Linked DNA regions of Mus musculus: all the other regions are linked to region 4. Evidence: chromatin contacts called from public Hi-C data. All regions are on one chromosome and are shown on one strand. The core of a region is the stretch at or near the end of the contact, and the rest is flanking DNA. Distances in the headings are between cores, read along the strand shown. Region 1 has its middle 12 kb from the start of Gm36428. Region 2 has its middle 26 kb from the start of Gprc5d. Region 3 overlaps Hebp1 (heme binding protein 1). Region 4 has its middle 37 kb from the start of Eif4a3l1.

The links. A called contact is a pair of places that touch in the nucleus more often than the background predicts.
Region 1: a Hi-C map of cortical neurons shows a contact between it and region 4. The contact joins two enhancer-like sites. A contact is called at or near these places in 3 of 39 promoter capture datasets (the 3T3-L1 cell line, cranial neural crest and hippocampal neurons) and 2 of 484 Hi-C or Micro-C datasets (both in cortical neurons).
Region 2: a contact with region 4 is called in a Hi-C map of cortical neurons. The contact joins two enhancer-like sites. A contact is called at or near these places in 11 of 484 Hi-C or Micro-C datasets (the C2C12 cell line, the G1E-ER4 cell line, the N1E-115 cell line and 7 more) and 1 of 115 datasets of contacts at active chromatin or transcription factors (astrocytes).
Region 3: a Hi-C map of cortical neurons shows a contact between it and region 4, with 6 times the contacts expected there. The contact joins two enhancer-like sites. A contact is called at or near these places in 1 of 39 promoter capture datasets (cranial neural crest), 1 of 15 datasets of contacts at CTCF or cohesin (pro-B cells), 8 of 484 Hi-C or Micro-C datasets (MC3T3-E1-derived osteoblasts, adipose-derived mesenchymal stem cells, cortical neurons and 4 more) and 1 of 115 datasets of contacts at active chromatin or transcription factors (astrocytes).

Annotation. Positions count from the first base shown.
Region 1 is chr6:134,991,836-134,999,537 of GRCm38.p6, reverse strand. No RefSeq gene overlaps it. Among named protein-coding and RNA genes, the nearest start is that of Gm36428, 12 kb to the right of the region's middle. Within about 2 kb of position 5,122, at least 46 of the 459 cell types and tissues checked have an H3K27ac peak or open chromatin away from gene starts, as enhancers often do. A contact at or near this core is called in cortical neurons and hippocampal neurons, where this site is marked.
Region 2 is chr6:135,088,834-135,095,726 of GRCm38.p6, reverse strand. No RefSeq gene overlaps it. Among named protein-coding and RNA genes, the nearest start is that of Gprc5d, 26 kb to the left of the region's middle. Within about 2 kb of position 2,411, at least 21 of the 459 cell types and tissues checked have an H3K27ac peak or open chromatin away from gene starts, as enhancers often do. A contact at or near this core is called in cerebral cortex and cortical neurons, where this site is marked.
Region 3 is chr6:135,138,477-135,145,515 of GRCm38.p6, reverse strand. All of the region lies in intron 3 of Hebp1 (heme binding protein 1), which reads left to right. Among named protein-coding and RNA genes, the nearest start is that of Gm22881, 6.7 kb to the left of the region's middle. RefSeq lists an enhancer at 3,406-3,969. Within about 2 kb of position 3,840, at least 51 of the 459 cell types and tissues checked have an H3K27ac peak or open chromatin away from gene starts, as enhancers often do. A contact at or near this core is called in cortical neurons, where this site is marked.
Region 4 is chr6:136,360,192-136,367,943 of GRCm38.p6, reverse strand. No RefSeq gene overlaps it. Among named protein-coding and RNA genes, the nearest start is that of Eif4a3l1, 37 kb to the right of the region's middle. Within about 2 kb of position 3,378, at least 23 of the 459 cell types and tissues checked have an H3K27ac peak or open chromatin away from gene starts, as enhancers often do. A contact at or near this core is called in cerebral cortex, cortical neurons and hippocampal neurons, where this site is marked.

The DNA.
Region 1 (7,702 bases), core at 3,873-6,372, 1.4 Mb after region 4:
ATTTAAAGGGCGATGTCAGAGAAGTTGTCATGATTGATTTAACAGGTGGGATGAGGCTAGAAATGTCTCATGATTCATGGGATTCTGGCTTGGGCTGGTTGAAAACAGTAGAATGATTAACATAGCTATAAAGTCCTGGGGGAGGGGCAGAATGGGAGGCGGTAAACAAGGGAGGTCAAGTCCAGAAGGTGTGAGGACGAATCTCCATTGTCCACATCACTGGATTCAGAATCAGCGTGGTAGCCTGTGCTGGAGAAGCTGAACTGTGCTGGAGAAGCTGTGCAGGAGAAGCTGAACTGTGCTGGAGAAGCTGTGCAGGAGAAGCTGAACTTCTGGAGAAGCTGTGCAGGAGAAGCTGAACTGTGCTGGAGAAGCTGTGCAGGAGAAGCTGAACTGTGCTGGAGAAGCTTGCAGGAGAAGCTGAACTGTGCTGGAGAAGCTGAGGCCTCTTAGAAAGACAGGGAAAAGAGTGGGGGTGAGGAAGGACAGGAGCTCCACTCAGGAGTCGGCTGAAGCCTCTCGCCCACAGAGGAGTGAAGATTCAGTGAGTAACCACTTCAGGCCTTTCTCTCTTCCTTGTTAGGAACCCTCAGTGTGCTAGGAATCTCACCAGAAAGCCCATTTGCAGGGAAAGGACACTACTCCTTGGGCAACCCTATTGGATCAGGTTTTACCTTATCAGATTGTAATCCTAACCAGGGTACCTTGAGGCATGACCTATAACCTCACTTAACAAGGAGAGAACAAAGCGGGTGGAGGGGGATCCTTAGCAATCTTTTAGGATGTAACCTGAGAGCCACCAAAATGGGCTGTCCTATGAGTCCCTTGAGAAGCCCATACACACAGTTTGTCTTGCTTTCTGGTCACCTCTCTCCTTAACCATCACACTTAAGCTCTGCTAAAATATCTTCAACGAAATCTCCAAATCTGCTTCACACTGACTACACATGAAACTCTCTTTAGCTCTGAAGCTATGCATCCTAGTTTGGCCTGAGTCATGGTCCCTAAATTGCTAAGGGAACACCTAAGGCTGCTAAGAGGGTGGAGTTGGTGGAGTTAACACCTCACTCTAAACCTTAGAGTGGGGTCCCTTGGGCTTGGATTCCAAACTGAACGAGAAGGGAGAAAGGATGAAGGATGGGTCCGAGGAGACGGCTCACGGGGGGAGATTTTGCTGCATGAGCCTGAGAACCTGAGACTGAGTCCCCAGCATCCTTGTAAAAGCTGCATGCGATGCCTGTGGCTGCAGCCCTGTGCTGGAGTTCAGGGCATCCACAGTGAGAGCGTGTGGGCTCATTGGCCAGCTAGCCTCACTGAGATGACAAGCTTCAGTTCGGTGAGATACCTGTCCTAAAATTGAAGAGAGGGCTGGAGAGATGGCTCAGCAGTGAAGAACTAACTCATGCTCCTCTTCTCAGAGGTCCCAAGTTCAAGCCCTAGCACCCACATCACAGAGCTCACGACCACCTGTGACTCCAGCTCCAGGGGCATCCAAGGCCTCTGGCTTCCAAGGGCCCCTGCACTCACACTTACACACAATTCAAAAGCAAAAATAGGGAGCTTGAGAAATAGCTGAGCAGTAAAAAGCACTTGCTCTTGTAGAACACCTGGGTTCAGTTCCCAGCACACACGTGCTAGTTCACATCACCCAGAATCCCAGTGCCAGCGTATATGATCCCCTCTTCTGGCCTCCACAGGCACTAGGCACTCATATGGTACACATTCATACAGTTAGGCAAAATGCTCGCACACATAAAATAAATAAATATACAAAGTTAAGATGTAATAAATTAATTAAATAAATAATACAAAAATAAAGCTTTAAAAAAATAAAATAAAATTGAGGCCAGGCAGTGGTGGCACACACCTTTAATCCCAGCATTTGGGAGGCAGAGGCAGGCGGATTTCTGAGTTCGAGGCCACCCTGGTCTACAGAGTGAGTTCCAGGACAGCCAGGGCTACACAGAGAAACCCTGTCTTGAAAAACTGAAAGAAAGAAAGAAAGAAAGAAAGAAAGAAAGAAAGAAAGAAAGAAAGAAAGAAAGAAAGAAAGAAAGAAAGAAAGGAAGGAAGGAAGGAAGGAAGGAAGGAAGGAAGGAAGGAAGGAAGGAAGATACAGAATCAGCAAGCTCCAGGTTCAGTGAGAGACACTGTCTTTGCCTGGCCTCAAACTCAGAAATCCACCTGCCTCTGCCTCCCAAGTGCTGGGATTGAAGACGTCTGCCACCACTGCCTGGCGGAGAGACACTGTCTTAAGAAAATAAAGCGTTAGGGCTGGAGAGATGGCTCAGAGATTAAGAGCATTGGCTGCTCTTGCAGAGATCCTGAGTTCAATTCCTAGCAACCACATGGTAGCTCACAACCATCTATTATGAGATCTGGTGCCCTCTTCTGGCCTGCAGGCATAGATGCAGGCAGAATGCTGTATACATAATAAAATCTTTTTTTTTTTAAATGTTGAGTGAAAGAGGAAGTCAGTGCTGACCTCTGACCTCTATCATCACAGACATGGGTGAGTGCACACACACACACATACACACATATATATGTATATATATATGTATGTATATACATGTATGTGTATATATATATGTATGTATGTATGTATATGTATATGTATATGTATGTGTGTATATATATATATATATATATATATATATATGTACCAAACATGCACACTCAAAAGGAAGAAGGAGAAAGCAGAACCAGGAAGATAGCACAAATAGTTAAAAACACCTCTTGTGCAATCGTGGATACCCTGAACGCATGTGAGATGTGACAGGTGTGTGTAATTCCAACCTTCCAACAGCATGGGATGGGAGAACACCCCAGAAGCTCAGGGGCCAGCTAGACTGGAGTATTACAGCCACAAGCAACAAGCAAGACCCCGCTGCAAAAACACAGTGGAAGGCAAAGAATTTTTCCCAAAGTTGTCTTCTTTTAACCTCCATACATGTACCATTGTTGTTGGCAGTCTCGCACACGAACATGCATGTAAGCCCCTTGAGGCACACAAGTGGGCACACACACACACACACACACACACACACACACACACGTCCCTGAGGACCTCCAACAGCCAGGCTCTGCCCACTGAACACTTAAGAGTGGGACCCAGCCCTTCTTTCCTGGATTTTTCCCTTCCAATAAATCTCTTGTATGAGATTTGTTGTGTGGTGAGACTTTGTGGTATTCCTTGGCTCCCAACTATCAGGATACCTTTCCCTTCAGACCTGTACTGGGGAAACCTTCCCGTCGATGCTGTATCGCTTCGGTTGCGGAAGCCTTTCCCTTAGGGCTGTAACACTTACACTGTCCACACACACATGTGTGTACACATACACATAGATATACACACATGTGCTCATCATACACACACAAAAAAATAAATTTTAAAAGAGAAAGACACATGAGAATCATCATGCGATTCTCCGTTTTGTTTTGTTTTTACTACAGATGCAATGTGACACCTTTGTACCACGACGGACTGTGTTATGAATTGGAAATAAGCTGTTTCTTCTAAGTTGCTTATTGCCAGGCATTTGATCATAGCAGTGAGAAACCATGTCCTCTGGGAGAACCTATGCTGTCCTAGGATGGTGCTGCATCGTCGCTGAGCCTTCACTGGTAGGTGAAAGAAAATGGAAATATCAGTGATGTGCCTTTAGTTTTTTGTTTTCTTTCTTTTTTTTTTTGTTTTTTGTTTTGTTTTTGTTTTTTCGAGACAGGGTTTCTCTGTATATCCCCGGCTGTCCTGGAACTCACTTTGTAGACCAGGCTGGCCTTGAACTCAGAAATCTGCCTGCCTTTACCTCCCCAAGTGCTGGGATTAAAGACACGCGCCACCACCGCCCAGCTTCTTCTCTTTTTTTTTTTTTTTTAAGATTTATTTATTTTATGTATGTGAGTACACTGTAGCTGTACAGATGGTTGTGAGCCTTCATGTGGTTGTTGGGAATATTGAATTTTAGGACCTCTGCTCGCTCTGTCCCTGCTAGCTCCAGCCCAAAGATTTATTTATTATTATTCATAAGTACACTGTAGCTGACTTCAGAAGAGGGTCAGATCTTATTACAGGGGTTGTTAGCCACCATGTGGTTGCTGGGATTTGAACTCAGGATCCTTGGAAGAGTAGTCAGTGCTCTTGACCACTGAACCATCTCTCCAGCACCCCCCCCCGCCTCCGCCTTAATTTCTTTTTAATGAGCTTAAACAAATTAATTTTGTTACTTGTATAGTCCACACACTGTAAAGGGATCCCTTCAGCAAACAGTTAATTTTGAGCCGAGGCAAGAACTTATCCTCCAACACTCATTAAAACTGCAGCCACCCACGCTTGCTTCTCAGGCCTGTTCTCGCTTTTCCTGCAGGTTCCACATCCGCAGGTCTTTTAGACTCTGCAGCTAAGACCTCCACTTCTCCTCCATCCCGGTCACTACTAGTCCTGGACCTTGGTACCGTTTGATGTCCTGCCAGCACTACAGGAACAGACCCTAGACCCAAATGCTCATTGGGTGGTACTTGAGAACAGTGGGAGGGGAGTGTCCTGTGTGAGTGCTTAGTGCTAAGTACCCAGAGCTTTTTTATTTCGTAAGTGTATGGATCACAGGAATTTCTGAACCTGGAGGGATCAGTCCTGGTGAGCGCTGATGGAACAGCCAGTCCTGTAGGGAGAACCATCTTACAATGTGGCTCAGAGATACTGGGCATAGCAGGGGTGTAGTGACTTGTGTTCTCATGCTAATTATGTTGCAAGAAACCTGTTTGCAGTGTCCCGCAGGTAGGACTAAAGGAAGCCTGTCCACTACACAGGTTGGGGCGTGACAGCAAAGCCAACTTGCCTATCAAGCCTGCTACTTGGTCACCAGATTCCCTCCGCTCCATCTTCAGGTCAGTAGAATGAAAGATGTTTGTCTCTAAGATCCCAAAGTATCTGAGGTCCCAGACAACATACTGTAGTAACTAAACATGGGGAAGGGATGGGTCTAACCTAGTCAACACCAATCAAGAAATGTGGACGTTATAATCCTTACGTCAAAATCTACAGAAGCCAGGGTTTCAAGGTCAAGTTCCCACTGTGAGCTGGGCAATAAAAAGGAAAAGCAGCTCTGACTCACTTCCTGGTTCTGTCAGACTCCTTATATACCACACAAGCGTTTTCTTTTTAAAGGCACGCACAGTTAAAAACACAGGTTACTAAAGATGGAGAGGTTTATGAAAACCCCTTGGCAACCCGACACTGTTGCTATGCTGACGAGTGACATACGCATACATGTTGTCATGATGACAGTCACAGCAGTGTTGCCAGGTTTAAAGCAGGAGCCTTCCCGGGATGACGAGCTGACATCAAGATGACTGCAACGAATGAACAGAAAGGCCAACATGAGCTGGAGCTGCTGTGTGCAGTCTTCACACGTGGTGATAATTTAGCATCTCTTGAACTGTTTTCAAGTGAGGGGCTAATGCACCCCCATTATGACGCCACAGCCTGGAAGGAAAAGTCAGCTAATCCCCCACCCTCCCTTGAAGATGCTGCTTGACGTTCTCCAGTGGTGTATGATGGTCCCTGATTCTTTTCTATGGCTCATTCAAAATCTCTGGGCTGGGCCCATGAGATAGCTCAGTGGGTAAAGGCACTCGCCACAGAGCCTGAAGACCTGAGTTCAATCCCTGAGGCCCACAGTGTAGGAGAGAGCTAACTCTGCATGAGGCCCTGGCTTTAATTCTGATTCAATTCGGCGAGTATCCACCACTAAGGGTGGATATCACCTAGCTATTTTTCCTTGGCTTTGCTTCCTGCATCTCTCCCCCTCCTAATCACCTATTAACTCGAACCTCCACCCTGCGCCTGTTCCTTCTGACTCAGCCCTTTAACAGTCCTACATCACACCATTATTTGAAGTTACCTTAGCTCTTCCTTCAAAGCCCCCCCCACCCCCGTGCACTAGAGGAAGTGGAACGAACCCCATAGAAACTGGGTGTGCTTCTTAATCTGCATTCAAACCCAGAACCAAGTTTTATTTGTTTATTTATTTAGAGGGTTTTTTTTCCCCCTTGACAGACTCTTACTAAGTTTCCCAAGCTGGTCTGGAATTCACAAGTCTCCTGTCTCAACATGCATACATTCAGGCAAAACACATATTAAATAAAAATAAATATTTTCTTTTCTTAAAGAACAGAGAATTTAAAAAGGGAAAAAAGAAGAGAATGGGTCAAGTTAAGTTAGGAAGATATGCATGCTTTGGAAAAGTATAACTGAAAACTAAGCCTTTGGGAGCTATGCAGACAGTGAAGTTACAAGCTAGGCAACTGGGATACCCCAGTTGTCTTTTCCATTCCCCTCGTATAGTTCAGCTTGGCCTCATAGTCACTGTGTAGAGAACAACTCTGAACCCTTAGTCATCCTATAACTACCTCCCAAGAACTAGGATTATAGGGGTACAGCATATGCTACCTTTAATAGAAGAAGCACAAGAGTAGTAAAAATTGGGCCCATTTTACAGAGAAGAAGGTGGAGGGGCACTGTACATGGTGGGAAGCGATGTCAGACCTTCTATGAAGATGTTTGGTGCTGTTCCTATGTTCATTTAACAGATGTGGCAGGAGCCGGAGGCACCACCATAGAGACTTAACGATATCTGTGATTGGGTTTCTGCCCCGAGTGATCATCAGAAGAACCACAGTCACAAGGCACATATGGGTCAGAGTGAGACCACATCAGGCTGGAGTCACAGTGTGGCTCTGCAGGGACAGGGACAGGTAGGTCCCAGGGACACAGTCAGACCCCTTTTTCTCCTCTGTTAGTTCCACTAGCAACCTTCTGAGTCAGTTTGCATAGTTCTTCATCTCACTTTATGCCCATCAAATTCAAGTTGGCCCAAGAGAAAGATGTTTTACAGCTAAGTCCCACACAGTTCAGGAGTGGGTAGTGGAACACGGAGAGTGGACACGCATGGGAAGGCGTTGTGTGGAGGCGGTGAAGGTAAGAGGGTAGAGCTTAAGAGTGTAAAATTAGGGGATACTTGAAGATCAAGAATGGAGGATAGAGAAGAGCTACCAAGGAAGTTAAGGACCAGAAACATCTATAGAAGCTGAGGAATTCAAGAGAGGAAAAAATGTTTTTAAAATCGACATGTGCAGGACTCTGTCTGGTCACCAGCACAGAAAACAGAAAGGAAGGGAAAGAGGGAAGGAGGGATGAGAAGTGAGGGAGAAACAGGACAGAAGGAAGGAAGGAAGAAGGAAGGAGGGAGGGAAGGAAGGAAGGAAGGAAGGAAGGAAGGAAGGAAGGAAGGAAGGAAGGAAGGAAGGAAGGAAGGAAGGGAGGGAGGGGGGAGGGAGGGGGAGGGGAGGGAGGGGGAGGGGAGGGAGGAAAAGGAAAAAGGAACTGGGAAGCCAGGCCAGGGAACAGGGAGACAGCTCAGCAGGTAAAGAGCTGGCCACACAAAGTAGCATGGGAACCTGGCTTCAGAATCCTAGGATGTATCTACCACTCCATTGCTGACGAGGTGATGACAGTGGATCTCAAGGGCTAGTTCCCAAGCTAGTCAAAAGGTGAACTCCAAGGTCAGTTTTGTCTCAAAACAAAGGTAAAGGACAGCTGGGCTGTGGTGGTGCATGCCTTTGATCCCAGCACTTGGGAGGCAGAGACAGGAGGATTTCTGAGTTTGAGGCCAGCGCCTGATCTACAGACTGAGTTCCA
Region 2 (6,893 bases), core at 1,162-3,661, 1.3 Mb after region 4:
TGCCAGAGAGGCAGGTAGGTGGGTCCCTGGGGCGCTCTGGCCAGCCAGCCTAGTGGGTGAGCTCTAAGCCAATAGGAGACCCTGTCTCAAAAATAATCTCAGCAGGTGGCGGGATGCAGAAGGTAAAGGCATTGGCATTGGCTGCAAAGTCTGATGGCCTAAGAGTGATCCCTGGGGCCCACTGGGTTGAAGGAAAGAACAGGCTTCTACAAGCTGTCCTCTGACCTCTACATATGTCCCATGACACACTCGTGTCCACACACACAAATACATAAATAAAAATGTTTTAAAATATAAGGTGGGTCACATTTGAGGAACAACACTCAAGGTTGCCCTCTGGCTTCCACATGGACATGCACACGTATGCAAAGGCACACACACACACACACACACCTGAACATAGGCACACACACACACACACCCCTGAACACACACAAGGTAAAAGATAATATAACCAGATAAGCCCTTCGTGAACAACCTAGGGAAATCTGGATAAACACTGAATAAACAGCTGAATCTGCTGTTGGTCCCTTGACTTCATCAGACTTTAACAATCAGGACTTGAATCATGGCAGTCACATAGCTGAGCAGTAGAATGTCAGTCTCAAGCCAGCTATGCTGTATGTGATGCCACTGACACAGGAGTCATGATGGTGACAGTTACCTTGGTTGCCTTTCAGTCAGGGATCCCAAAGCTGGTTTTGTTGAAAACATTGGCTCTTCCCTTTGAGCTAAGAGAGTGCGGGCCAAGAATATCACCATGCTGCTCCCCCCTCCTTCCCCCTTTCTTCTTCTTCTTCTTCTTCTTCTTCTTCTTCTTCTTCTTCTTCTTCTTCTTCTTCTTCTTCTTCTTCTTCTTCTTCTTCCCCTACACTTCCCCCTCCCCCTCCTCCTTCCCCTCCCCCTTTCCCTCCCCTTCCTCCTCCTCCTTCTTCCTTCTTCCTCCTCCTCCCCCACGCCTCCTCCTCCTCCCCCTCCTCCTCCCCCTCCTCCTCCTTCTTCTCGAGACAGCATCTCAATATGAAGCTTTGTCTGACCTGGAACTTGGGAAGCTTGAACTCAAAGAGATCTACCCTCCTCTACCTTCCCAATGCTGGGATCAAAGGTCTGCCTCTCCACAGTCAGCTATACTGCCGTGTTCTGAGCATGCATTCTGGAAAGAGCTGTGAAGACTGGACACATCCATGAAGACTACTTTACCTCTCACCCTCACCACCTTCACCCACACTTCAGGCCAAACACACACACACACACACACACACACACACACACACACACACACACACACACCAGGATTAATCTAATACTCGTGAAATCCTCCTCAGCCTCTAGGATCCTGTCTCTAATATCTAGAGCCACCGTTCCTGGCTCACGCTGCATCTTTATCACATAAGCACCCCCAAATCCTGTCCTGATGACGTCGCTAGGCCTGAGGTCTATCTTCACATGCACAGCCACTTCATGAATAAATTTGCCTTTAAAAAATTACTCATTTTATTTTATATGTATGAGTGTTTGTCTGCATGAATGTATGTGCATCACATGTGTGCCTGGTGCCCAAGGAGACAAGAAGAAGGTATTGGATTCCCTGGAACCTGAGTTCCAGGTGGCTAAGAGCCTCCATGTGGGTGCTGGGAATCAAACCTGTGCCCTCTGGGTCTTAAAGGCCGAGCCATCTCTCTAGCTCCTGAATAAACTTTCTCTTTGGAAAATCCCATTACTTGTTATAATTGGCATAGGTAAAAAGGGGCCTGGTTTGGTGACATGGTATTTCGCCAGCCATAGCAGTGTATGCACACTGAAACCCCAGCACTCAAGATATTGAGGCAGAGGTCTTTAAGTTTCAGGCCAGCTTGGCTTGCATAATGTATCTTAGGTGATCCTAGATCCTGTTAGTTGGTTATTAGCCATCACAACAGGCCAGATCTGCAAACTCTAAGAGCTCTGAGATCTTTTGAGCCTACCTGGTCCATCATTACCAAACAGAACCCCACGACAGCCCCAACATAGCATCACTCAACGTGGAAACCCCTAGCTAGCAAGAGGGAAGCTCAGCTTCACAGGAAGCTGCCTTAGGCTTAGCCTCCTGAAAATGGCTAGCGGCTGGGCACCTGCTCTGCAGTGATTATTGGTCAGCACACTGCTGTCAATCCCAGGTCTGAGACGGCCCACCTACCCTGACTGCCAGCCCCACTGCCTGGCAGCTTCACCTTGGTGGACATAACTCGGTCTCCTGGTGTTTCAAGTATGCAGGCACTAAATAAGTGTGTATATGAGGGGGTGACAATAATAATAATGCCTAGAGCGTCCCCATGTATTCATTTACATGGAACTAAAGTGCATGAAGCAGAGCCCGACAGTGAATAAGCACGCAGCCAAGCGTTGTCTGTGATGACGTTGACGTGCCTACAGCATCCTCTCCTCTCCTCTCAGATCGAATGTTTCCAGCCCCATCTGCCATGCTGTGCACCCTGGAATTCTAAAAACAGCCCACACATGCAAATGAGATGCAGATAAATGGAGTCAATATTCAGGCTAGGGTAATGGGCACACCCCCAGTCAGAGGGACCAGCATATGTCTTAGCTTAGGCTTCCTAATGGTACCAGGACTGCCCAGGCCACAGAGTCCCAGCACAGGCTCAAAGACATCTAAAACCCTTAGGAGTGGGTTGGTTTTTTTGTCCATCAAAACTGCTGTCTACCAATGTTTTTCTAACATATGTTTATGTAACCATTGGAGACCATGAATACATTTACATATATTAAACTCTCTTCTAACTTTGTTGCGATGTGTCAGTGTTCTGGTTTTATTTTTTCTACTTCTGTTGTCATGTTGGAAATGTGATACATGTTTTATTTTGGGCCGAGTGATTGATAAGACGTTAGTCAAACGCCTTTACAGGCGATCTATTAGAGATGTCTGACAACCTAGCCCCTCCCCTATGCTTTTTCACATTGATTTTGTGTTGTATATGTGTGTGCACCTGAGCCTGTGTGCTGTGGACACATTTGGAGGTCAGAGGACAGCTTGCTAGAGTCGGGTCTCTCCTTCCACCACGTGGGTTTCAGGGATTGAACTTGGGTCCTCAGCCTTAACAGCAAGCACCTTTACCTACTGAGCCATCTCATAGGCCCACAAATGTTTAAGTGTTTAATTTTTCTTCCCGAGACAGGGTTTCTCTGTGAAACAGTCCTAGCTGTCTTGCAACTCTCTTTGTAGGCCAGGCTAGCCTTGAACCCTAGTACTGGGATTAAAGGAATGTGCACCACACCTGACCACTATTAACTCTTAACTCTGACTTAGGTTTTGTCATTACCTCTGTCTTGCAGACATCATACTAAGATCAATATGTGCTTGTTCTATTTCAGTTTCTTGTGGGGAAAAAAACTCTAGAATAATCCTTCCTTCTACTGGAATATTTTATTTATCTATTTTGGCAATGATAGAAAAAGAATCCAGGATTTTCTGTCCCATGTGGTATTTTTTATTTATTTTTACTTTATTTCGTGTGAGGGTATTTGGGGGTATATGGTAGCAAGCATGTATATGTATGTAGCATGTATATGTATGTAGCAGGTACATGCAGTGCCCAAGGAGACCATAAGATATTACGGGATCCTCTGAAACTGGAGTTAACAGATAATTGTGAGCCATTGTGTGAGTGTTGGGAATCGAACCCAAGTCCTCTAGAAGATCAACCAATGTTCTTAACCACTGAGCCATTTCTCCAGCCCCCTTCCTATGGGTTTTTTTTCTTGCTTCTTCATGGTCCGAGATGGCAGCTGAGATTCTCAGTAACAAAATCAGGCTGACAGGATGAGAGAAGATAAATCTGCCATTCTCCTAGGTCTTTGAGCAGCACGTCAAATCCAGAGCCAATCACTCCATGTTTGCTTAGTGTGCCCAAGGCTGACCACGGTCTCAGCTCTGCTCATCAGTGACTTCAGATTAACCAGTCGTCAGTCAGAACCTAGACTGTGGCTTCAAGTGTGTCCTGGTAAGACCCCACCATTGTGGATGCTCTTGAGAGCTCCAGCCAAGGGCATTCACGTGCATTATGGCAACCCAGAAAGATGGCAGCACACTACAGTCATTCCATCTTATCGAGGGAAGGGCTGAGGCACAGCTTTATGTAGGTGGGGGGGGGGGGGAGATGGTGCTGGGTACAAGCATTGTCTCTGAGCTCACGCACAGCTATCCTGAGTCATCAGAGAGGTGCTTTGAATTGAGTTGTAACAAGTCCAGCAGAACCAGTACATCAATGCATGGAAGAGACCAGAGAGGGAGACAGCTGGGAGCAGGAGGGGTTGCTTGCATGTGTGGTAACAAATCCCATTAAAGCATCGTCTCCCTCTCCCCCTCCCCCTCCCCTTCCCAGTCTTCTTCTTCTTCCTCAGTTTCATTTATTTATTTAGAGACAATTTCTCATGTAGCCCAGGCTGACCCTAAACCCACCAAGAAGCTAAAGATGACTCTGAACTCTTGATCGTTCTGTATCTATCTCCTGTGTACTGGGATTACAGGTGCACACCACCACACCTACTAACGCTTCATTTTTTTAAACTGTTTCTTCTTTTGTGGAGGTGAGGAGTGGAAAAGGGATCTTGTGTAACCCAGGCTGGCCTTATTTTTACTATGTGGCCCAAGGCTGGCCTTGAACTCCTGGTTGTCATGCCTCTCCCTCAGAAGGGCTGAGATTGCCCCATCTGTTTTTCTTGTAAGGGTGGGGAGGGAAGCAGAGTCTTCTGTATCCCAAACAGGCCTACAAGATTTGTGACAACTTTCAGTTGTCAGTTTCCTAAGCACTGGGGTTATAAGCCGTAAGTTATGTGCCACAAGCCCAGCTAAGCCAAGGTTCATTTTATTGCCTGTTGCTAGATCTGGGGGATTGGAATGTGTGCTGCAGTGCCAGCACCTCAGGGCAAGGCATTGCAAACCCCATAATGACGTGTGGGCTTTCCGGTGACGCTCTCTGTGTTCTCTGTCTCTATCTCTGTCTCTGTGTCCTCTGTCTCTCTCCCCTCCTCCTCCTCCTCCTCCTCCTCCTCCTCCTCCTCCTCCTCCTCCTCCTCCTCCTCCTCCTCCTCCTCCTCTTCTTCTTCTTCTTCTTCTTCTTCTCCCTCTCTCTCTCTCCCTCCTCCCCCCCCTCTCTCTGTCTCTCTCTCCCTTTCTCTCTCTCTCTCTGTCCTGGAACTTACTCTGTAGAAAAAGCTGGCCTTGAATTCAGAGATCTGGGATTAAAGAAGTGAGCCACCACCATCTGGCTTGTGTCTGCTCTCCTAAGGAACACTTAAGACCCCATGGACACTTACAACCTCAGCATTCAAGATGCCGAGGCAGGAGGACCATCCAATCCAGTGTGGGCTACACGGTGTTTTCCAGACCAGCCTGGGTTACATAGGATAATCTTGTCAGTAGGTAGATAGATAGATAGATAGATAGATAGATAGATAGATAGATAGATAGATAGATAGATAGATAGACAGACAGACGAACGAACGAACGAACGAACGAACGAATAAGAAAGTTTCCAAGGTCAGGTGAATGTCCCTTAAAGGAGACATAACTTCCCACAGAGAGAGAATCAGCACTGGGCGCTGGCTTACACTGCACAGAGGCTTCAGGCCTGCGGGAACTTTGTGTCGTCGTCCCCCCACCCCCACCCCACCCCCATCTCACGGGCTGCAGCTTGAGGGAAAGCTTTTCTTCTTGTCTGGAGCGCCCTCACCTGACAGCTGACTCAAGGCTGGGAGATGGAGGACAAATCAGAAAGGCAGTTCCCACCAGTGCCTCCCTGCGGCTTCCATGCCAGACAGGGCGAGAAGACCAGGAGAGAGGCCAGGAGAGGGCTCCTGATTTGAAGAAGGAGAATCAGAGGAATCCTGAAAATATGGGTGATCATACTCAGGCTTTGTTTCTTTGACCAAATGCTCCCTTTAAAAACAGTTGTAGAATTGATCAGGGATTGACAGCAGAGAGAGCCAAGAACCAGCGATACAATCCTTACTGTATCTGCTCCATCGTGCTTCCCTGAGTTTCCTGTTAAATGAAGGCTGCAGAGACACCAACCAGACAGTCTCTGCGACCTCCTTAAACCACAGAGTTTTAGGTCCAGAGATGTTCCTCTCCAAGGAATGGGCAACTCTGTAGGTATTTGGGGAGTTGCAGGGTCAGGCACCAGTGACTTGCTACCCAAACCCAGCCATCTATGGAACATCAGCAGAATCCAGGGAGGCCAAAGCATTATCTGCCCTGAAGACAAAGGGTTCTAGAGCCAGACATGCAGATGCAGGCCTGTAAGGGATACCTGGGAGGCCGGAACAGGAGTCCTGAGAGTGAAAGGCCAGCCTGGGATATGTAGTACCAGGCTAGCCTGGGATACAGCATCAAACCCTGCCTCACACCTGGCTCAGTAAGTAAGTATGCTTGCTATGCAAGCATGAGAACTTATGTTCAAATACCCAAGACCCAAGTAAAACATTGTGGTTACACATGTACCTGTAGCCTCTGCCTTGTCAGGGAAGATCGCCAGGGCTTGCTAGCCTAGCTCTAGCTACAGTGAGAGACCCTGTCTCCAAGAAATAAGGCAGAGGGTGATAGAACAGAAACACTCAGTGTCTCCTTCTGACCTCCATACATGCATATAGGTAGAGGTTCACACACACACACACACACACACATTCCAAAAGCAAGCCAGACATGGTGCTATATACACCTGTGGTCCTACTTCTTGGGAGGCGGAGGTAGAAGGACCTTGCCTACAAAGTGACTTTGAGGCTAACACAAGCTATATAAGATCCTGTCAGAGAGAGGGGGGGGGGGCTCAAGAGCTAAGAACACTGGCTATTCTCACAGAAGACCTGAGTTCCGTTCCCAGCATTCACAAGGCAGC
Region 3 (7,039 bases), core at 2,591-5,090, 1.2 Mb after region 4:
AGACCCCTGCCTCCACAAAATGGAGGGAGAGAACCAGTTCCCCAGGTTGTCCTCTGGCCTTCACATGTGCACCATGGCACATGCAAGCGTGCACACACACATGCACAACATTCATTAATAAATAAATGTTAAAGGATCGACTAAGGGGCTAGAGAGACGGGTCAGTGGATAGCCTTGTAAACCAGAGGACCTGAGTGTGGATCCTCAGCAGTATGTGAAAAAGAAAAGGCCAGGTGCAGCAATCTGCATGGCCGATCCCAGTGTCAGGGAAGCAGAGACAGGAAGACGGGGGCCCATTGGCCAGGCAGTATAGCAAAATCAGCGAGCCCTGGGTATAGTGAGAGACATCGCAAAAAATAAGATGGAGAGAAATAAGGAAGACACCAGTGTCAACCTCTGGTCTTCACACATGCATGCGTGCACACCACTATATACATGCATGAGCACACAGGGAGCATATATACACACTACACGTAACACACACATAAAGTGAATCCATGGAAGAAAGGGTGGGAGGAAGGGATGGGGAAGGGAACGGAGGAACCATTTGATGAAATCTAAATACACACACATCTACACATCTACAAGCCTAGCACACGGGGAGCTAGACTAGGAAGATGGTGAATTTGAGGCTAGCCTGGGCACATAGGGAAGCCTTGACAAGAACAAACACAAACAAAATGTAGAAGAACCAAATACTGTCTTTATTCAGCCTTGCTCCGTGGGTGAATGTTTTATAACTGAACATCTCATCCTAACTTCCCTTGAGCTTATTCCCCGGGTTGGCCACACGGTGTCACCACAAGTCAAATGTGCAGTTACAGCACTTGGCTCCTGAGTGTCATTGAAAACAAGGTTGGTAACAGAAGGGATCTGTATTTCAAGGAATACAGTGAGAATGCTTGATGGATAAATTCTTTTTCTGCAGCCTAAGAGATGTCTACAGAGAGATTGTACATTAATTAGCAGGACTGTTTAGATAAATAAAATGCCTTAGGGAAAAAAAGATAACACTACCTGAATAGGTCATGTTGTTGTTGCTGCTGCTGCTGCTGCTGCTACTGTTGTTGTTTTAAGTCGTTGTTTGAGACAGGATCTTACTATGTAGCCCTGGCTAGCCTGAAACTCACTGTGTAGGCCAGGCTGACCTGGAATATACAAGAGCTCTGCTGGGATTAAAACTATGCTCCACTGTATATGTATGTATACATCATATACATATACATATACATATACATATACATATACATATACATATACATACACACACACATTTATTTGGTGTGTACATGATGGGGTCAGAATTCAACTTTTAGGAAATGGTTCTCTCTTCCCATCATGTGAGTACCGGGGCTTAAACTCAGGTCTTCTGGCTTGGCAGCAAGCACCTTTACCAGCTGTGCCATCTCACAGGCCCTATGTGAATACCTTGGGGAATAGGATTTTCCTTACACTAAGGCTCGAGGTGATCTTCCAAATGACTGTCCTTCTTTTGCCCACCGAGGTGAGAACTCAGCCCCCACAACTGGATTCTCAGCAGAGACTGGCAATAGATCGTCGAGACTGAGTGATTTAAGGGAGACCGCTGCCGTTTTAATGTAATGACATGTTTGTGGAAGGAAGAGTCGAAGCCAGGGATGGTGCCTCGTGCTGGTAACTCAGCAGTAAGGATCCAGAGGCAGGAGATCCGCCATGAATCTGAAGCCAGCTAGGGCTTCCTATAGTAAGCTCGTAGTATGTGTATCAGTCCAGCCTGGGCTACAGAATGAGACACTATCTCCAAAAATAAAAAAAGGAAAGACTAGAAGGTGGAAGGGCAAGGGGCGTGGCTCAGAGACAGAGAGCTTACTTCGAATGTGCAGGGTCTTTGATTTGCTCCCAAGCAAACCAAACAATGAAGAGAGAGGGAGCTGAGAGCCAGGGCCATGACAGTCAACTTGATGGCATATGACTCATACGGCTTCCATGTCTGTGAGACAGAGATAACAATGCCTAGTTTGTCATAAGGATGAGATAGGATCATATATGTAAATGCCCACTCATCTCCAGGTATGTTGTATTTCCATCTGCCCATATAATCTCGGTATGCTGGACATGACCACTAACGCTGGTGGCCAGGACACCACAGAGCAGAGGTTCTCTACCCTCTTATAGCTCTGGGCTCTGTGCTCAAGGATGTTCCACCCAGTCAGCTCTTGCACTTGTTCAGTAGACATCAATGAGACGCCATCTTCCCTGTGGAATTGAGATGGGCAGTTACTCTAGTTTGGTGCATAGCTGCTGTGTGTGTAGCCGGTTAGTTTTCTCAGCTTGGCACAATCTAAAGTTGCCTGGTGTCTTAGTTGGGGTTACCGTTGCTGTGATGAAACACCGTGACTGAAACCAAGTTGGGGAGGGAAAGGTGTCTTTGGTTTAAGCTTCTGCATTGTAGTCCATCATTGAAGGAAGTCAGAACAGGAACTCAAGCAGGGCAGGAACCTGGAGGCAGGAGCTGATGCAGAGGCCATAGAAGAGTTCAGCTTCCTGGCTTACTCTTCATGACATGCTCAGCCTGCTTTCTTATAGAACCCAGGACCACCAGCCCAGGTGGCCCCACCCACAATAGGCTGGGCCTTTCCCCCCTATCAAGAGCCCTACAGGCTTGCTCCTCCCTGATGGCCCTTGCTTGTGCCAAGTTGACATAAAACTAGCCAGCACATCTGGGAAGAGGGATCCTCAATGGAGAAATTGCTTCCATTATATTAGCCTGTCTTTGGCATTTTCTTGACTAATGATTGATATGCAAGAGAACATTCCACTATGAGAGGTACAATCTGTGGCCTGATGGTGCTAGGTGCTATAGGAAAGCGGGCTGAGCAAGCAAGAGTGGGGAAAGGCGAGGGGGGGGGGACAATGGACTCTATAGTAGTGGTTCTCAACCTGTGGGTCGCGACCCCTTGGGGGTTTGTAGGACCATTTCCCGGGGATCACATATCTGATATCCTGCATATCAGATACTCATGATTCATAACAGTAGAAAAATAATTTCATGGTTGGGGTCACCACAAGATGAGAGACAGTATTAAAGGGTCACAGCATTAGGAAGGTTGAGAGCCACTGCTCTCTGGCCTCTGCTTTGCCACCTCCAGACTGAAGTCCTCACTTCCTATGATGGATGGACTGTGCCGTGGGAGTGTAAGCCAAATAAACCCTTTCTGTCTTCCAAGTTGCTCTTGGTCAGTGTTTTGTCACAGTAACAGAAGGAGAAATTAGAACCACAGCTAACTCTGTAAACTGGTATCCTCTTGTTAACGTTTTAGACAACAGTAGATGGTCAACCTCAGAATCATCACACACACACACACACACACACACACACACACACACACACACACACGCACACACACACACAGAGCATCACAGACTCGCTGAAAGATAACATGGCATGCATATTGGCCTCCTTGACTGACTGAAGCTTGACTCTTGACCACCTCCTAACTTTCCTAGTCTTTCTAGTTTGCCTCTTTATTTTTTCCCTGAACTCACGTGCATGTGTGCGTACGTAGATACGGGTATGTCTTTCTGCTTCCATGGTAACCACGGTTGCTAGTCTGACATGGGGTGAGATAAAATCCAGTGCCCTGGAGGACAGCTTCTTTGAAGGTGAGGAGTTACACACCTATTAACAGGCTTACGAAAACAGTCTGAGCATTCAATTTCCTGTGGGGAGCTCGAAGCACTTTACAAGCATTTCTTGCCACTCACTCAAGCACGCTCGTGAATTCGCAGAGCTGTGGGCACGGAGCTGTCGTCCTGAGTGTGCGAGTGGAGGCTGAGACTGGTAGGGATGAGGCACTTGGTGTTGATGGCAGGCTGAGTCAGCCAGGCTGGGCCTCCTTCCTATGAGGGGCTGTGCTCCTGGGAGGACTTGGCTAGCTGGCTTGTTTGTCTTTCTGTGACTAGGGTCAGAGTGAGTTGGTAAAATGAGCAGAGAAGACAGCACATGCCTGTATTTCTATGACCCTCCCAGCCTTGTTTGTTTCCTGGTGGTTTCTATAGCGAAGCAGTTAGGGAAGTTTTATTTTTATTACATAGCATCATGTGCTGCCTAGGAATAAATGCAGGGGGTTTTCAGGAGTGAACTTTATAAATTCTTGAGTGATGACATTTCCTTTGCCACTCTTTACTGGGTCTCCACTCCCAAGAAACCTTTGATGGGTCCTCTTCCTGTTGTCATCACTGAAGGAGGTCGTAGGACCCCTGAGAACAACCTTTCAGCTTTCTGAGCAACATCTGTACCTTGAATCGCTCCTCACTGACCAGAGCTAGTCATATCTCTTCAGTGGAAAGGGGATAGCGCTCCTCGAGACAGAGAAGGCTGGAGGCAGGAGTGTGAGGCCGCTGGTCACACTACGTCCAGGGTCCTCAAGAGGAGAGTGAAGGATGCCAGGGATGCTGACACTCACCTTGCTTGCTTTCTTCCCTTTCCATTCAGCCCAGGACCCCAGTCTATGCGATGGCACTGCCTGTATCCACTCCCTCCTCAGTTAGACCTCTTGGAAAACATCCTTGCAGGCACACCCTGAGATGTGTACCCTAGGTGATGCTAAAACCAGCCAAGCTGACAAAAATGACCTGTCATACGGTGTCAGACAGATATTCAGATACCATGTGAGGGCTGTTGAGATGGCCCAGCTGGTGAAGGCGCTGGCTGATGCGAGTGTAAGTCCTGGGGTCCACATGGTGAAAAGAAATAACCTGTACAGTCGGGTCTCTGTTCCCACACACCATGGCACTATGCTATGCACACGTACACACACCAACACCCACAACCAAATAAATGAATAAATAAATAAATAATTGTAACAAAAATTTTAAGAAGTAATTGTCACACGATTCATCAATGCTTGTCCCAGCATAGATCTGTGTGGCAAAAATCCTAAGAAATTTGTCTCTGTACCAAACAGTTGGTGTGTGTGTGTGTGTGTGTGTGTGTGTGTGTGTGTGTGTGTGTGTGTGTGTGTGTGTGTTCATGTGTATCTCGGGAGTCTGTTCTCTCTTTGGCCTTGTGGCTCCTGTTCATCGGCCTTGGTTAGCCATTCACTGGCCCACAAACTTTTTTTTTCTCCTCATTATTACCCCAGAAGTACATTTTAACTGCAACTTGCACAGCGTTTACATGGCATGAGATACGGTCTGTAATTCAAAAATTATTTAAGGGCCTTAGAGGGGCCAGCACTCAGTGGGTAGAAGTGCTTACCATGCCAGCCTGAAGACCTGAGTTTGAACCCTGGGTGTGCAAAGAGAAAACTGACTCCAAAAAGTTGTTCTCTTGCTTCCATCTGTGCTATAGCACACAGAGGTCCTCCCTCAGCCTCTGTCTCTGTCTCTGTCTCTGTCTCTGTCTCTGTCTCTCTCTCTCTGACACACACACACACACACACACACAGAGAGAGAGATAAAATAAAAACTAAAGTATCTGAGAGGAGGACCGACCACACAGGATCCATGCAGGCAGGCATGCAGATACAGTCTATTTTGCATAAGTGACCTGAGCAGCTACAGATTTTAGTCCCTGTGCAGGACCTAGGACCTAGAATAATTACTTCAGAGATACCAAGGGGCAACTGTAAAAGTGGTAGCTACTGTGTGACAAGCACTATACTGGGCAGTCTCTTCTCCCTTAATTTCCTAAGCCAACTCTCAAAATTAGTGCTGTTATCATCATCCTTACTTGACAAAGGGCTCAAATGTTCAAGATACTGCAGGAGTTGATCTTGACCACGAGCTGGAAAGTGCTGGGGCTACGATTGGAGCTTGCAGGCAGCCATTTTGCCTCCAGCAGAGGAAAGATTCACTTAAGTACAATACTTCTGGACCTTTTCAAAATCAGTCTTTTGATGTTGTTTTTGTTTCGGTGTTTAAGCTTTTGTTTTACATTTAATTAATCATGTGTCTGTGTGTGTGTGGTTTTGTGTCTTTGGACACCAGAAAAGGGCATTGGATCCCCTGAAGTTGGAGTTAGGGTTGTTGTGAGCTGCCTGACATGGGTGCCGGGAACTGAACTCGGGTCCTCTGTGGGAGCAACAGATGCTCTTAACCCCTGAGCCATCTCTCCCATCCACCCAAAATCAGTAATTGAGAGAAGGAGAATTGTCCATTTCAGACAACAGTTTCATATCAAGGCAGAGTCTGTGGGAAGCCGTCTGCACGTTCCCATAGCCAGGGTCCTCCATGTTTCACACTGGTGGTGCTCAGACACAGACAATACAAAACTCCAGTGTCTTGCAGGCCGTTATTGCTAGAAAAGTCCTTGAAGCTTGTCGTCTTTCTTCCAATCCCATTTCCTCCTTGGTGAGGCTCAAAGAAACAGCTCAGCCGTCTTCTCTGCCTTCTACTCTCCCATCAGTTTGCACGAAGAACCAAGCTGCATTCATTTGAAACTGGCTTCATCGCCCTCCCTGTTGCTGGCTGTTGTTTGCAGTCCCTCACAGACGAAGTCCTGAGTGACCCTGTAATCAACAGACCGAGTGCTGGCTGAGCGTGACTAACCCGCTCGTAAAAGAGCCAAGCATGATTCAAAGAACTCCACCAAAAATAATGTATCATTTGGCCTCGTCTTGGCCGGGTCCAAAGTCAGATTTTGAGTCACAAAGCTCATTAGCAATGCGGGTGTATTTGACTCTAATAAAGAGGTTAGGGGAGTCCGGAGGTAGAGTGGTTTATTTAGAGCTGACTGCGGGATGAGTTTTGCTGTGGACGCAGTGATATAAGAGACGGACTAAACTGGGAAGGGACGGCTTCTCTATGCCCCTTTTCTGCCGTCACATAAATAGCCCATCTTGTTAGAAGTCTCTTTACTTCCTAGAAAGGAAAGTTTTTATGATTTTGCAAAGAAGGGGGGGTGATTAGAGGAGGTTTCTTCATTAGGAAAGCAAATGAGGCTTGCACAGGGTCCCTCCCAAGACGCCCTTGGTTCCCAGCCTTGGTCAGCTCTGATCTAATGAAGCCACCTTGTGTCCCTGTTAGGACGTGCTCATTCACAACAGCTGTCCTGTTT
Region 4 (7,752 bases), core at 2,129-4,628:
GAGCACTGCAGCAATCTGTGTGAACTCTGTAAGCACGTCAGGTCAGGGTGAGCGCTACAGCACATCGATAGAGCACTGCAACACTTCCGTGTGAACGTGGAAGCGTTTCATTGTGAGGCACGTCAGTGTGAGCGCAGCAGCACGTCACTGTGAATGCCAGAGCATGTCAGGGTGAACTCTGTAGCAGGTCGGTGTGAATGCTGCAGTATGTCACTGTAGCACACCATTGGGAGCGCTGCAGCACGTCAGTGTGAACTGCAGCACTCTCTTGTCACTGTTGTCATTGGTTTTATATTTACTTCTGACTGTGCTACAGACACACAGTGGTCATTGATAACTACAGTCCGTTTATTGATAAACAATCAATGTGAAAGAAAACACACAGAAAAGAACCAAATGTAGAGTGTGTCATTTGTCTTGACATAAACGCACACCAGTGGGAGCAGAGTAACAGGCTTTTGCTCTCCCTGGTAACACAGATATAGGCCAGGTTAGACCAGATTAAAAGGAGATAAAGGCCAGTTTATCAGGAGGCAGCCCTAAGGTGGGTTCATTGATCGCACAGGTGGAGGTTCGTGAAGTCACACATCCAGGCTAAATAAGGCAAGGGGATTTTTATAGAGTTTAGGCTAGGGGTGATGACGACGTGCGTGCCAGCTAGGAGTTGGGACTGTGTCCATACGCGGTCAAAAACTGAACCCCTGGGCGGGCACACTTGGGTGGGTCGCTGGAAACAGGCAAGGGGGGTGGGGATGACTTATTTGCCCTGAAGGTGTTTTCCCTAAGTGGGCGGGGCGGGGTGGGGTTTCTAAGCAGGATGGGGGTAGGATAGGGAGGGAGTGTGGGATAGGGGGTAGGGTTGGGTGGGATTGGGTGGGGTGGAGTGTGTTTTCTTTGTGTGGGAGGGGTTGGGGGAAGGAGGGCTGATAGGGTTTACCAGCTGGTGCAATGGACGAACACACAGCACTAAAATAATGAACAGAACTGTCACTTCCACAAGTTTCCTCATGCCCCTTTGTAATCTTTCCTTTCCATCTCCTCTTGTTGGGTTTCTTCTACGATAACCTACCAGTGTGTGGAGTTACTGCTTTTTTTTTTTTTTTTTTTTTTTTTTTTAAGATTTTATTTATTTATTATATATAAGTACACTGTCGCTGTCTTTAGACACTCCAGAAGAGGGAGTCAGATTTTGTTACGGATGGTTGTGAGCCACCATGTGGTTGCTGGGATTTGAACTCCGGACCTTCGGAAGAGCAGTCGGGTGCTCTTACCCACTGAGCCATCTTACCAGCCCCGGAGTTACTGCTTTTAAGACCATCTGTAGTTGGGCAGACTATAGGATTGCATGCAATCTTAGAGCTCCATCCTTCCTGGTGCCATTACTTCAGGCCTAACTGGGCTACATTGTTGTATGTATGTATGTATGTATGTATGTATGTATGTATGTATGTATGCATGTCTGTTTGTTTTTTGAGACAGGGTTTCTCTGTATAGCCCTGGCTGTCCTGGAACTCACTTTGTAGACCAGGCTGGCCTTGAACTCAGAAATCCGCCTGACTCTGCCTCCCAAGTGCTGGGATTAAAGGTGTGCACCACCACCGCCCGGCTGGACTACATTCTGAATGTCATCACACCACCACTACACACGTCCTGGACAAAAAACAGTCAAACCCAAGTCAATTCAAATATGGTTTGCAATTTAGGACCTGGGTTGCTAGTGTGAGTCACAGACCAGCCCAGAGCCTGGACCTCTCTAACAGAGGATGCCTGTGTGTTCTTGGTTAGGGAGCAGTGGTCATATCTGTGAATCAGGTGAGCAGTGGTCACCTGCTGAGCCGTAGTGCTGGCTAGGCATCCAGTCTTCTAGTCCTTTCCTGTGGGTAGTTACTGCACAAGGAGGAACCTAATCCCACTCAGTGGGATATTTGGTAAGACCTTCTTCAGTGGAGTTCCTTGCTTTGGCTCCCTGGAGAACTCTAGCCACTGTGTCTTCCTGAATACTCCATGTCCCCGCAGGGGCAATATTAATAATCCATCGCCTGGACATGGAAGACGATGGGTACATAGTTTGCAGTGGTCACACTCTGGTGAAGTTGGAAGCATTGTCTGGTAGAGGGCATGTTAGCCCCTAAGAGGTGAGACAGTGGATGGAGGAAGGTGTCACCAGTTCAAGTATCAGCGACTGGGGAGACAGGATTATAAGCCATATGTGAGGAGGTGAACACAGAGGCTCTGGATTAAGGAAGTGACATTTGAGCTTATTACGCAGAGTTCCGGCTGCAGAGGCTGACCCAAGCAGGCTTTAGGCAGTGCAATAATAATAGTCTATCTCTAGACCTACTTTAGACACTATGAACTGTGGGCCTTCCTTTAGCCATCCTTTCCCTGTAGGAAACAGGATGCAACTCTTAGAAACCCCTTAAGTATCACCTTACTTTTGCCCAGAAGGGAGATAGAGTGTTCATGGCCTACAAGGCTTGATGTTCTCAGGATCACATTTAAGAACTGCAGCAGCTTTGAAAATGGGGCAGACTGCAGTATTGATTCCACGTCCTTGGCCTGTGAAGCTTACTAGCCCACCTTTTGCTTTAACTTCTCTAGGGAACCCCACTGTCATGTAAGAGGGTTAGCACACTCATTTCATTCCTGTAGGACATAGGATTGTGCGTAGCCACTGCAAAAGGGGGACAAAAAGCTACCCTGTTGGGCAGTGGTTCTCAATCTTCCTATTGCTGCAGCCCTTTAATACAGTCCCTTACCTTGTGGCAACCCAATCCCCAACCATCAGATTATTTCATGGCTACTTCATATCTGTAATTTTGCTACTGTTATGAAATGCATAATTTGCTCTGCAGGGGTCGGGACACACAGGTTGAGAACCACTGCCGTTGGGTGAAGCTTGCTTTGCGGTGGATGCATAGGTGGGGTGTAGGATATGCGGGGCAAGTGTAGATGGACTGGAAGAGGTGACGGACAGTGTGGTGAGATGCAGGAGTCGAGGCAGTTAGTTGGGTCTGTCACAGAGGCCTGGCAAGAAGCAACTAACGGAGGGTTGGCAACAAGTAGGGCCCCAGAGGGTGATCCAAAAGCATTGCAGATCCAGACAGGCAGTCAGCATCCTGCATCAAGGCTTGCTGACAACACAGAATAAATAAAGATGAATCACTCCCCAGGGCATCATATTAGCCCTCCCAGGTGCCCTGCCCAGCATTGGCTCCCTGGACCCAGAGTTTTGGATCAGAGACTCATTGGCAGTCGGTGGAGTCTAAATTATTCATGAGTTCTGTGGCTTAACAGCTTGCTGAAGCCACACTTCCATCCTTTACACTTTTTATAGGAGTGCTGTTTGCATGTGACAGGGGGTGGGGCACGAAAGCAACGACATGGAGCAGGGAAGGAATCTAGGGGGAGGACGTAGGAACTGTGCCCTGTGCATGATGGGTCTTAAGATGTTACCTTCAGAGATACACACTGAAGCAAGGGACCGGTATACAAACATGCAGAGCAAGTATGTGCTTCTGGTGTCCAATCTGATGGTTTTGGGGTCCATCCCCACATTTCCATGTTGTCCAGTAACCACTCCTTCCTGATGCTGCCCCCTGCCCACCTGCAGCTGAACTCTGTGGCTAGGAGCTGAGTCTTGTGAATCCCTGCATCCCTGGCTCCCGGCAGTGATGGATGATAAAGGTTCATCCTTTCCTCATCCAGCGAGTTCTATTCTAGAAGTCTTTATAATTAGAAATTCTCTCACAGCAAACATCATCTCTTTCTTTTCTAAGTAGGAAGTAACTCAGAACAGCACTAGCAGGCGTTTAGTAACTGTTGATGATGGTAATGATGAATTGGGTTTCCATGGCAACATGCACTTATTCGAACAGTGGTTCTTGGACCCTGGGAAATATGGAAAGAAACATAGACTTCTCCCCTCATTGGGAGAAAAAAAATGTATATCTGGTCAGCTATCTTTTTTTTTTTTTTCCTAAATAGGTTTATTCTAAGTAGTTGAACCCACTTTCTTGGTGCTGTGAGTTATAATGATATCAGCTTCAGGGATAGTCTCAGAGGTTAGGGATGGTGTCAGAGAGAGAAACAGGGAGGGGGAGGGAGGCAGGAAATGAGGGTGGTGGCTTGTTAGAAAATATGGATGGCAACCCATTTTTAGCACAATTTCCTCTTTGTCCCTTCATGCTCCCATTCCGGTCTTTATCGACCCAATCGAATCCTCCTCAGACCTAGATATTACCTCCCTATCTACACAGACAATACTGAAAATGCTTCACTGGATTGGCAAGATGGCTCAGCAGTCAAGAGTGCTGGCTGCTCTTCTGCAGGGTTCCCAGTACCCGCGGCTCCAGATCTAGAGGATCCGACACCCTCTTCTGGCCTCCATGGGCATCCACACACGTGGCATCCACTCACACAGACACGTGCACATACATAAATAAAATAAAATAAATATAATACTCTAAAAGAAGAAAAAATGTGCGGGAATCAGTTTTAAAAAGAAAATGTGTGGGAACCAAAGTTATTTCTAGGTGGTATTCATCCAGGACGGAGCCTCAGCTGGATCGTTACTGCCTTCCCTTGTTGCTAGGTGCTGAAAAAATAGTGGTTTATCACTGCTATGAGGTAACTACCAGAGAAGACCACTTGGACATGGACTCAAGCTGATAGAAAGTTTCATTAGCTGGTCAGTGACTACAGTGGTTGTTTGGGACGCAAGTACAGTTCCAAGCCTTTGTGAGCTTTTAGGCACAAAAACCACACCATGGGCTGACACGCCTTAGTTATGAAGAAGTGGAACTTCAGCAGCCAAAAGGCAAGATTAGTATATTTAGAGACTTTCCCAAAACTATGGACTTTGATGGGCTAGGCTTTGGCGGGTGTTGCTGCCTGTGTGTTGCATCCCAAGGCTGAATAGCACTTCCATCAAGGAGTTAGTTGTGCCAGTGTCTGGGGCTACTAAGGTCTGGGTAGCTGTTACATCATTCCCATTTTATCCCTCAGCCAACCAGGGCTGGGCTTTGATGACAATCATAGTTAACCACTGTGCTGGCAAGTTTTCTGCCAACTTGACACAAACTGGAGTTATCTGGGAAGAGGGACTATCAATTTGAGTCTGTCGGCAAGTCTGTAGGCATTTTCTCAATTATAGATTAATGGGGGAGGGCCCAGCCCACTGTGGGCGGCGCTGTTCCTAGGCAGGTGGTTCTGGATGGTGTAAGAGAGCCGGCTGAGTAAGCCAAGGGAGAGCAAATCGGTAAGCACTGTTCCTTCCATGAGAGCTGGAGGTGCTCTGTGTGTGTGCTCATGTGAGTGCATGTACACACACACACACACACACACACACACACACACACACACACACACACACACACACGCCCTGATATAAAGGGGAAATGAGGAAGAGCACTGCTGCCTGCCTGCCTTCCCTTATTGCTGGTGAGTGCATCTAACCTGATATTGTCGCTGCCACCATCCTTGGCGCCTTCAGACTGATGATGATTCTTCAGAGATTATCCTGGTCCTCAGGACCAGCCTGGGACTGCTGAGGTATCCAGCCTCGTGGACTGAGCAACTACTGCCTTCTTAGTCTCCCCAGTACACAGACTGCTAATACTGGACTATGCAAGCCCTTCCAGGAATAAGCTACTCTAATAGATCCTCTTTTAAAATATATTTATTCTGCTGGGTGTAGTGTTGCATGCCTTTGATCCCAGCAGCTCGGGAGGTAGAGACAGGCAAAGCTTTGTGAATTTGAGGCTAGCTTGTTCTACACAAATTGAGTTCCAGGACAACAAAGGCTGTTACATAGAGAAATCCCATCTCAAAAATTTTCTTCTTTAAAAAATATATTCATTCTATTAGGTCTGTTTTTCTATAGAATTCCAACGCAACATCTTCCTAGACACAGTCTAAAATTATTCAAATAAATATATACACATATTCCCTCCCCCAACCCATACATGCTAAGAAAAATACTCGGTACCTTGTAAAAGATCATTTTATACTATTTCATCAACATCTGCCTTGTTCAATAGCTAGAGAATTCTTGGTAGCATAGATGAGCTGTGTATCAGTCAGACTTTCTGGGTAACAACCAATCATGGACTATCAGCAGCATACACAAATGAGCAATTGTTTCTCCATGTGCATTGTGGGGCTGTGATTTGGGCCACAGGTCTGTAGATGAAATGAGGCAGCTTTGTCCTTTGGTGGAGCAGGAGACACCTGGCTCTGTTGTTCTCACTGGGGTACCAGACACAAGCAAACACACTTATTATCTGAACTCAAGCTGAGTCTCTGCTCACAGCTCACCTACAGACATCTTATTGGCTATCACATGGCAATTTGCTTTGATAGACATTTTCTTTATCCATCCTGATACCACAACAAGGTCATAGATGCATAATATTGCTTCAGGTAGTTGGCGCCATTATAATTTAATCTACCACAACATCAATTTTATTTTTTTTTTACTAGCTGTTTGTGAATGGACATTATATGAGTCAAGTTAATACCAGCTCTGAGCTCCCATTCCACCAAGATAATGAAAATTCACTCCATCTTTATTCAGACAGGCATTTCTCTGTACGGTACCCTGACGCTAGGGTCATGTGCAAGTTAAATGCCATAGAAGGCCTTCAATTGGGCTTCAATTCCCCACTATTGGACTCTACCAGCAGCCGTGGAGGCAGGGTCCAAGACACACAATCTTCTCAGGACCCACGCTGCTGCGATTCTCATGTCATGGGACCCGTGCTTCAACTCTACAATAATAGTAATTCTTCTTTTAAAAATGTTTTAAAAGATTTATTGATGTATTATATGTAAGCATGCTGTAGCTGTCTTCAGACACACTAGAAGAGGGCATCCAATTTCGTTACAGATGGTTGTAATTACTGGAAATGTAGTTACTGGGATTTGAACTCAGGACCTCTGAAAGACTAGTCAGTGCTCTTAACTGCTGAGCCATCCCTCCAGCCCCCTTTTAAAATTTCATTGATTCTTTGTGAATGTCTCATCATGCAACCTAATCCCACTCATCTTCCCATCCTTTCCTGTCTGCCCTTGGAACCTACCCCCCCAAATAGAATAGAATAAAATAAAATAAAATAAGATGAAACACCACCACCACCACCACCAATAATAATAATAAAAACCATCTTGTCATGGAAGCTGTAGTGTATCACACAGTGTACCCCTTTGTTCATGCATCTTTACTTGCAAATGATCGTTGCAACGAGTCATTGGTCTGTTTCAAAGCCTCTGACTTGTGCTATTCTTATTAATACCGAATCCTCAAGGGGACTCGTCTCGGATATCCTGTTGCTGCCCTGTGTTTTGGAGAATCCCACAGACTTGGATCTGTAGGACTGGCCCCTTCACATGTTCCAACAGATCATAGATAGGATCAATGTTGGGGTGGGCCAACTCAAAGCTCTGCTCTGGGCCTGGGAGGTAGCTCAGTTGGTCAGCCTGCCAGCTCTCCTGTGCCCACACAACCAGGGTAAGTTCTGTAGCACTGCCCTAGCTAGCTTACCCAATGCCACAACTGGCAAGAGACAGGGTGTCAGCTCTCCTGCTTGCCTGCCTTCAGGCTGCCTCATCTGTGTCCCCTTCCACCAGGGCCAGCTCTACTGCGCTGCCCAGGCGAGGTGCAGGGTCAGCTCTCCCATGTGCTGCAGCCAGTGAGGGGCAGAGATAGCTTTCCTGCTCTTAGGGTCAGCTCTTCTGTGCTGCCTAGGCAGG